2 separate regions of the Canis lupus genome follow, and region 1 is linked to region 2. Evidence: chromatin contacts called from public Hi-C data. All regions are on one chromosome and are shown on one strand. The core of a region is the stretch at or near the end of the contact, and the rest is flanking DNA. Distances in the headings are between cores, read along the strand shown. Region 1 holds the start of INPP4A (inositol polyphosphate-4-phosphatase type I A). Region 2 holds the start of COA5 (cytochrome c oxidase assembly factor 5).

Region 1 (4,381 bases), core at 1,105-3,604, 150 kb after region 2:
TTCTCTTCCAGAACACTAGAAAAATATGTTTTGAAGGATCTCTCAAGACCAGACCATTAATCAAGTTCTACAAAAGAAGCGACCACATAATCAAGCCTCCTTCCCTGCAGATATGTCCTCTTTTTTCCTCAGTGAAAGCCAAAACATCCTGACACCATGAGTAGCTGATGATGCTGAGGACTTTGCTGGAATACATAATCAATAAAGGAATTTTTCATAAGAAACCAGATCCAACCTCAGTCCAAAGTCTCCTCACCCCTCTGTCTTATTGGATTCTTGAGATGCTGTGGGGTGGGGGTCAGGGGTCTGTTGGTCCCACATGCCTTTCTGTCCATTCCTTGGGTGATTCGAAGATTTGCTGACTGAGCAAAATGTTCCCAGGTAGGCCGCTGGCTAAAGGAACTTGCAGGGTCAGTGGTTCTCTCAGCCATATACACCCCATCTCTCTGGTGCTTTACCATTCACAACAACCTCTTGTGTATATTATTCTATTTCATCCTTTCCTTAAGGCAACCTTTAAAAAAAAAAATCCTAATATTCAGTTTAATAGCAATACAAGAATATATCCAGGTTCCCAAACAATGGCACAAACCTACCCGACTTCAAGTCTAAAGCAGATAAACACTGAGATGGCGTAAGCCTAATGAAAAACTGAGAAGTAAAGCAGCCACTAGAATCAGCAGAGCCAATTCTGATGCTGAAGCCAGGAGAAACAAGCCGTCTTTTCTCCCTGCATCTGTCCAGCTTCCTTTCACTGAAGCCCTGTGTTCAGGGCACACCCTCCCAGGAACTCTGGCTTGTTGCTACAGAGGTGTGTTTACAGGACCCCACAGGGAACAGGGCCTTGCGGGTTTCCATTCACAATCAACAACCACCCCTGGGACAGCATCATGGTCTTCTGACAGCTACCCTCCAACAGAACCACTATACTGGCCTCCCCACGTGGGCACCATCATTCATCTTTCTTCAGAGAAATCGATGAATTGAATCTTCCAGATGTAAACATTTTACCAAAAATCCCCCAAAACCAAGGCCTTAGCCTAGATCCCAAACCAAAATTCCTCTTAAAGAAAGCCTGTTTTCAACCAATGAAAAATCAAGTTTAATTCTAGGACAACCTATTCTATGTGCATTTACCAATGCCAACAGCATCTACATCCCAAAACAAATGGCAGGGCAGGTTCTGTTCTCACCTTTCAGAGTTGAGAAAATTAAGAACCAAAGTTAGCAAGTGGCAGACCCAGGATTCACCCAAGACAGCCTGTTCAGGCCCCACCCCCACTGGCTTGCCCACAGGCCACCCAACCCACCTTGAACCAAGACGAATCCAGCAGAATTTCACTGCAACACTCAAACTGCCACCCCACCCCCTAGTCCCCCGGTTTAGATGCCCTGTGGGCATTTTACTCTTAAGCAGCCTCCCAACCAAAACACCTTCAGTAGCAAAGCAAAAGACGAGAAAATGGGCTTTGCAAATGCTTATACTTCTTTCTCAGCCAGAGAAATACTTTCATGATCTGTCATTATGGATGAACTCGAGGCGGGGAGGAACACAACATTATGTAATGTCAGAGGGCAGACGACAAGGGGAAGGGAAAGCAAGCCCATCCCCGATCCCTTCGCCCACAAAGACATAAATTTACCTTTGACGTTTTGAGTGTTTCAATCTTCTGTGGCCTACACATTCATGACTGGCTTTTCCAGAGATGGTCACAGATTCCCTGCAAATTTCTCGGGCCTCAACTAACTGCCTAGCACAGCCAGAAAGAAATAATACACAAAAAGCAAAGATGCCAGAAATATCGGGGGGGGGGGGGGGGGGAGGAGGTCGGGTGGGCATGGGCCCGCAGAAAAGGAAAGAGTTGAGAGGATGGAGACCAGATGTCCTACTGAGATTGAGATGCATGCTTATTTTTACCCGGTTATGTTTACACCCGAGGCACAGCGAGGCCTTCAGCGTCTGAAGTCACTAGATCCAAGCAAGAGCCAAGACGCGGCCTCGGGGTCGCCGCGTCCTGCATCCTGGCTCCCCATCACCCGCTCCAGCTCCGCACTCCCCTCAGCGCGAGACGGCCCAGGTCTCCTCCTAGCCAGGGGTCGGCCAGGCTTGGATTGTTCTCCAAAGACGCAACCGCCGGCGAACCGCTAGGCTGTCCGATTTCCATGACAACCGCGGGCGCCGTCTCCGTCCGGTGCACCCGGTAGAGATGCGCGCCGCGCCGCGCCCCGCCGGTGCATCCCGGCGCCCGGCTGCCCGCCCCGCCGCGCCGCCCCCCGCCCAGCCTGGCCCACCTACCTGGCGCGCCCCGGCCCGCGGCGCCCGCGCCCTGCTGCCCCGCCGTCCTCGGTCCCGCCGGGCCGCGCGCCCGAGCCCCGCAGCAGTAGCGCCGCCGCTTGGTCACCAAGTCGCGGGCCGTGGCCGGGGTCTGGGTCGTCCTGAGCCGGCCGGCCGCGAACCCGCCGCCCGCGCCGCAACCCGAACTCCGCTGCCGCCGCCGCCGCCGCCGCCGCCGCTCCGGAGGTCGCGCGCAGCCCCGCCCCGGCCCCGCCCCCTCGCCGCGCATGCGCGCTCCGCGAGCCCCGGCCGGGCTGCCCCGCCCCTCGGGGTGCGCCTCCCGGGCGGCGGAGAGGGGCGTCTGAGGGCCTCGCGCTGGTTTCTGCCCCGAGGTTCCCGCGAGACCCCGCTCTCGGCCGGGACGGAGTCTCCTGCGCCGAGTTGAACTTCTGGACTTAATCCGGCGATGGCGTTTTCGCCCTCAGTAGCCCGAGTCTTCCGAGGCCCTGACATATCCCCGAAGAGCGGCCACCGGGTGAGAGGCTCGGGCCGTGTGCCCCGCGGCGAGCGCGCTTCCCGTGGTGCAGGTACGCGCGTCTAGGAGACGTTTAGGGAACCGAACAGGTAACCAGAAACAAGCAAAATTAAAACCCTACTTTGTGGGCAGCCCGGGTGGATCAGCGGTTAGCGCCGCCTTCGGCCCAGGGCCTGATCCTGGAGTCCCGGGATCGAGCCCCACGTCGGGCTCCCTGCACGGACCCAGCTTCTCCCTCTGCCTGTGCCTCTCTGCCTCTCTGTCTTTCATGAATAAATAAATAAAATCTTAAAAAAAAACAAAAACAACAACAACCCTACTTTGAAAATACAGATAAGCAAAAAGAAGAGAGAAACTACTAACACCCTTGCAGACCTGCTCTGGCATAACTGTATAAATATGCATTCATAGACTCACCACATATCAGCTCCTTACACTTCTTCCCCAGATTCCTATTATTTTCATAGGAAAATATATATATAATAAAAGTTTTGGAGGAAATTTCCGATTTTAATATAACTGCAAGCCTTAATATTTCTGCTTGAGCAAGGATAAATATTGGACTGACTATAAGCATGTATTTTATTTTGAAGCCTAAATTTTATTTTTAAAAAATTCTTAAAAATTCTTAAATGAAAACTAACTCCATAAGACAGAACACTTATCAGAGTTCACATTCCTCAGGTGTAAAAGCAAGCATTTATAATTTGCTTTAAAAAGAAAAGATATTAACTAGAGATAAAAAATAAACAAGAATCCTCTAATCTCATTTAGAATTAGATTTAAGCCTCCCCATGTCACCAAAAACGAGATGCAATAGTTTGGAGTAAAAATAAATATAAAACTATTTTCAAAGCTCAATTTATTTACTGACTTTTATTTCTCCTCAGCAAAGGAATTTATTAACAAAACACTTTTTACTACTTTTTCAGATAAATAGAAAAAAAGATTGACTTAACCCTAGTATAAAATTAAAGCCAAGAAAATCAAACTTGTGGGAATGTGAAAATGTTTTTATATCTTATTTTCTAAAATTAGGGTGACCAATATACCTGGCTTACCTGAGATAGCCCCAGTTTACACCTTTTATCCAGCAAAAGTATTAATAAGACCTGCTTTGTGTCTCACAAGTGTTCTCAAAAGTGTTCAGATAACCCTATGGCCGTATTAGCATTAATCAAGCCAAGAGTGTTTTTAAATCATAAGCTTTAAAAAAAAAAAGAAACAAATTTAAACCCACAAATATTTAAAAATAGATGTCAGTCCAATTTCAAAAATTCATTCATTTAGGGACGCCTGGGTGGCTCAGTGGTTGAGCTTCTGCCTTCCACCCAAGGTGTGATCCTGGAGTCCCAGGATTGAATCCCACATCGGGCTCAATGCTCAGAAAAAAAAGAAAGGTCCACAAAAGAAGGAGGAGGAAGGGGAGGAAGAGGAACTGTGAAAAATACAATTAGGAATTTCCTCCTATTTGAGATAACAAAAGAAAAGGATCTAGGGATCATGGCAAACCTCACACACACAAAAATAAGGCAACATTGTGGTGTACTTAGATGAAAGGTAAGTGTAGT
Region 2 (4,768 bases), core at 199-2,698:
ATTTCTGTAAACTCTCTGTGGGGAAGTAAATAGGTAGAGCATCTGCCATGCAGCAAACTCAAAGTCCATCTGCCGAAAACGAAAAAGTCTTCTCAGGTATTTGTAGCGTTTTGCTCCAGCCGTGTGTCTTGCTGCATCTCTGGAATTCAACACTCCGTTCCCCTGCACTAGGGAATTCACTGAAGTACTCGGTAACATCTTCCTAGATAGAAGAAAAAAAAAATCTTTTACAAGGATATCCTCTTGTATCCTCTTCTGAGATATTCAGGAGGGATGCCATCTTACATTTCCGCCCCAATCCTTGGTAAATGTCAGGGGTCAAAAGCTAATGGAGGTGGTTCTGAGGCTTATTTGGGGGCTCAAGAACTGTCCCTTCCGAACCCTCACAGCACTTCTACGGGGTCTGTAGGTTTCCCACGCTTCACCTCTCTCAAGCCTGGGGAAGCTCCCCCTAGTAGTCACTGTTAACCACAGGGAGGGAGGAGAGGGAGGCAGAAAGAAAAGCACTAGGAGGTGAAGGGACCCCCTCAGGAGCACAGAGAGGACTATGGAGCCAAAACTCCCGTGCTCTAAACCACCAGGCCTTTTAAGGGAATCGGTTTTAAAAGCCAATTAGAAACAATGTTACCGACGAGGTAAAATAATGGCATGTTCACATGGGTCCATCAGTGCAAGACCACCAAGCAACTCTTTCACTGGAATATGATATAAAAACAAGATTCAAGCCCCATAGTGCATTACTCCGTGAATAGTTCAGCAGAGGGAATGGCAGCGTGGGAGGCCGGTGGACCCAGCCTGGAGCCCGGGGAGCGCGGCTCACCGTCCAGCCCTCACAGGCCGGCCGCCCAGTTCCCGCCCCGCCCCCAGGCCTCCCGGTCGCCCCCGGCGCCGCGCCGGCTCCAGAGGCTCCCCGTCACCCCGGGGCTGCGGGGAAGGTCGCCATACTTAGCAGATGAAAACACAGGACGCCCAGTTACATTCGAATCAATCTCAGATACAAGTATAACTTTCAGTAGAAGACTGTCCGAAACATTGGGTGGGACAGACACGGACACGCTGTCGGTCGTTCATGAGAAATTTAAGCGTAAACGGGCGTCGTTGGCTTATTTATCTGGCAGCCCTACCGCAGGCCGAGCCGCCGGACGCGGCTACGGTCACTCCGGGGCCGAGGGCCGGCGCGCCCTGAAGGGCCGGAGGAAAGGCGCCGGCGAGCCCGAGCCGCGCGTGCACGGAGCAGTCCTCGGGTCTCACCTGGAGCCGCCCTGCGGCCTCCAAGAGGTCCAAGCTAACCCGCCACCTCCGCCCAGCAGCCAGACCCAGCAGGCGCCGGGCCGACTTCCCTTCCCGCAACGTAGCCGGCGCAGGGGGCGCGGCGCGTCACGTGCACCCACTTCCGCCGTGCGCGCGGCCTCTCGGGCCCCGTAGTTTTCCGGGGGCCCGCCGGAAGTTGTGGCTGCAAGTTCCGGTTCCTTCCCTCCGCGGGTGTCCGTTGCGCCCCACAGGGGTTGCTGCGGCTGCGGACGCCAGCGGGTCTCGGCTGCTGGGGCGGGGACGCAGTCATGCCCCGTTATTACGAGGACAAGCCGGAGGGCGGCGCGTGCGCGGGCGTGAAGGAGGACCTGGGCGCCTGTCTGCTGCAGTCGGACTGTGTGCTCCAGGTAGCGCGGCCGGGCGCCCGGGGTGAGGAGACGCTGGAACCGGGGAGGCAGGACCCGACCGACGCCTCCCGCTCAGCCTGCGGTGGCGCCCAGGGGAGGTGACCCAGCCAGCCTAGGGATAGATCACGGCGCCAGCCTGGTGAACTTGGGCGGGTCGGCTGTCGGAGCGTCAGCTCCCTCCGGTGTTAGGTTGGGGATCATGAAACCTCCCCTTTGGATTCTCGTAAAGATAAACCATTTCGGTTCAAGAAACATTGATTAAATGTTGCCTGCCACTCCACTAGGTTCTGGAAGTATAAAGGAGAATGAGGCCGGTTTCCTGCGTGCTAGAAAATGAGAATCTAAATTATCAGAGAATTACATAAACCTGGTACGCTGTATTGACTAGTAGTTTCTCCTTTCTCTGTTCCGTCGTGGTCGAATAGATACTTTCTCTTGGTTTGAAATCGTTTCTGAGTTGGAGTTATGTGCCTTCTTGAATAAGTTGTAAACGAAGCGGCTCCATTTTTTTTTCTTCTTCACTGTTCTGTCTCTTGCTTCCACCGCAGTCTCCCCTCACTACAATCATGTCTTCTCAACCTGAGTGCAGAGAGCAAGCGGTGAGGTCCAGAGTTGACGGTTGAGGTCCAAAGCTGGGTTCTAGCTTAGCGCCCAACTCAAACGCAAGTGCCTTTGCCAGTTACAAAGGCCTGATGAAAGGGCAATCAGTTGCGTGCAATTATTTTTTGCATTTGGAGATGTAATTTCAGAGTTTGCTCTTCAAAGGGAAAGACTATCCCCAAATGGACATGCATCATAAAGCTGTATCAGTGTTTCTGCTGATTCAGGATTTACATTTGGTTCACTGATTTTAGCAGTCAGCCGGACTGGCTGCCCAATTTGTCCTAAAACTTTGAGTTGTCATGGGCTTAGGAGGCTCTCTAGTCCCTCTCACACGGAGGAGGAAACGGAGGTGCCCTGTCTTCACACTTTACACTTCCCTGCACAGGGCTTTTCCAGTCGACTGCTTCATTGGTGCAAATAGTCAGCTCTTAGTAATGCCTGGTAAGTGGCAGGCATGATGTCAAGGCATTGGTGATACCAAGATGAATCGGTTACAGTCATACCCTACATCACCTCAGTCTGATGGGAAGGACAGTCATGGAAGGGTCTAAATTCCAGCAGTATAAGCATCTGTGTAAGCATCTTGTAAATATTTGTTTAATGATTAGATTTAGGAACAACATCCCGTGGGAGTCCACTGGAGAGCAACTTATTTTTCTTGGGAATTTGGAAACTTCTCACAGAGGAGGTGACATTTGATAGGAGTCTTAAAGGCTGAGTAGTAGGTTGTCAAGTAAAGGAGTGGGGAATGTGGTGGTTGAGGGGAGAAGCTGAAAGAACAGCATGGGCAAGTCAGGGAGATGTGACCAGGAGAAGCTAGTGCTCTGTTGGGGGATGGAGAATGTGACAGAAGGCTTGAGAAGAAGGTTGGCATGTGTGAAGGCCCTTGTGTCTCAGAGTGAGGACCCTGAATTTATCTTGACATTCAGCATCAGGAAGGCCATGAGGATGAGCAATCAAGAGAATAAAGTACACAGTGGGACTGAGGAAAGAAACTCTAGGAGTGGAGGAAGATACTGAGGGCAAGAAGGATCCCAAGTTGTATTTTTGTAATAATTTATTCCGCAAACATTTGAGTGCCAAACTCTAATTTGGGACACATAGATGATTGGGATACATTCCCTCCTGCATGGAAATTAGATCTTTAGAAAGTGAGAAAACTAGACAAGATAGTGACCAGGACACATGCCACAAACTTAAGTTTGTGGTCTTATTGATGTTGGTCACTTAGGAGAAAATGATAATTATAAAAAGTACCTTAAATGGGAGTGCTTTTAGTTTGTGTTAAATTTACCGTAACTTCAGGGGGAGTGTAAAAGGGCAGTACTGAGACAGAACATCGAGTTTTGCAGATCTGGGACAATATCCTCTCTTCTCAGATGGTGTCACTGGCAGCTACAGCCCGCCTCTCCCCTCCTAGGGACTCTGAAGACCAAGGGACATTCTCTTGAGGTCTGCGTCTGCCCTGTGTGGCCGCTTCGTTTATGATAAGATTTAGCTTCTTGTATTATACAGAAGTTAATCTGATCTTTTGACAGATGGATGCTGTAATCTCTCCTTGCCAGTCTTTAACCCACTGAAAAAGCTGCTCGACCTCGTTCTAGGAAGGAATTCAAAATAGATGCTGCAATGAGAGAAAGTCAAGGAAATACTGGGCCTCGGAGAAGCTCAGGGTAATGATGATAAGGATGTCAGCCCCAGTGGGGCTGGAGAGGAAAAGCAAGGACAAGCAGATTCAAAAGGCATCTCTTGGATAGACTTCTTAGGATTGTATGACTCCTGGGAGATCAAAAAGTTTGTCCAAAAAACCTCAATCATGGGTTATTTCCTTTGTGCCTCCATTAAGAAGCTCCCAGACCTCTGGGTTTCATTAGAATTACCTGGAGATGGGGGCAGAGAGCTTAGATATATAGATTCCAGTACCTCCAACCCCAACACCCATAAAAGTATCCCTTGTTGATTCTTGGGCACAGCCATGTTTGGGAATCACTAATTTTGACCTCAGAAGGCAAATGAGCTTGGGAGTGTATTGATTAGGATATAGGTTCAGGTACCTATTACAGAGATCCAGAATAACACTGCCTTAAAGAAGATAGAAAATTCTCTTTTGCTCTTGTGTGCGCCTATAAGTAGGGCTTGGACAGCTCCTCTCAGCCTTCCCTGAACCTAGACATTGTTGATCTTGTGGTTTTAGGTGCTATGATGGGAGACAGGATATTATTCTCAACTCATGACCTAAGATTGCCTATGAAAGGATGGTATGAACTTCGGTATACAAGAAGCTAAATCTTATCATAAACGAAGAAGGGGAGCAGCCACGTGCCTTTTTAAGGACCAACCCAGAAGTTTTACATTTCAGTTCCTCACATACTCCATTGGCTGGAATTTAGTCATGTGACCCAGCCTAGTTGCTAGGGTGTCTGGGAAGTCTAGCCCAGCCGTAGGCCTCACTAGAAAGGAAGAGTTAAATGTTAAGGGATAACTAGAGTCTGCCATTTGGCAGAGAT

What was found. A called contact is a pair of places that touch in the nucleus more often than the background predicts.
Region 1: a Hi-C map of blood shows a contact between it and region 2, with 2.0 times the contacts expected there. The contact joins the promoter of INPP4A here to the promoter of COA5 in region 2. A contact is called at or near these places in 2 of 9 Hi-C or Micro-C datasets (amygdala and blood).

The regions. Positions count from the first base shown.
Region 1 is chr10:45,269,022-45,273,402 of UU_Cfam_GSD_1.0, forward strand. It overlaps INPP4A (inositol polyphosphate-4-phosphatase type I A), which reads right to left and starts at 2,355. Exons shown (of 26, transcript XM_038551059.1): 1 at 2,297-2,355. It overlaps LOC111097716 (a long non-coding RNA gene), which reads left to right and starts at 2,598. Exons shown (of 4, transcript XR_005365791.1): 1 at 2,598-2,899.
Region 2 is chr10:45,121,634-45,126,401 of UU_Cfam_GSD_1.0, forward strand. COA5 (cytochrome c oxidase assembly factor 5) reads left to right here and starts at 1,449. Exons shown (of 3, transcript XM_038551079.1): 1 at 1,449-1,658. The coding sequence starts at 1,560. It overlaps UNC50 (protein unc-50 homolog), which reads right to left and starts at 1,503. Exons shown (of 6, transcript XM_038551076.1): 1 at 1,392-1,503; 2 at 1-202. The coding sequence starts at 198.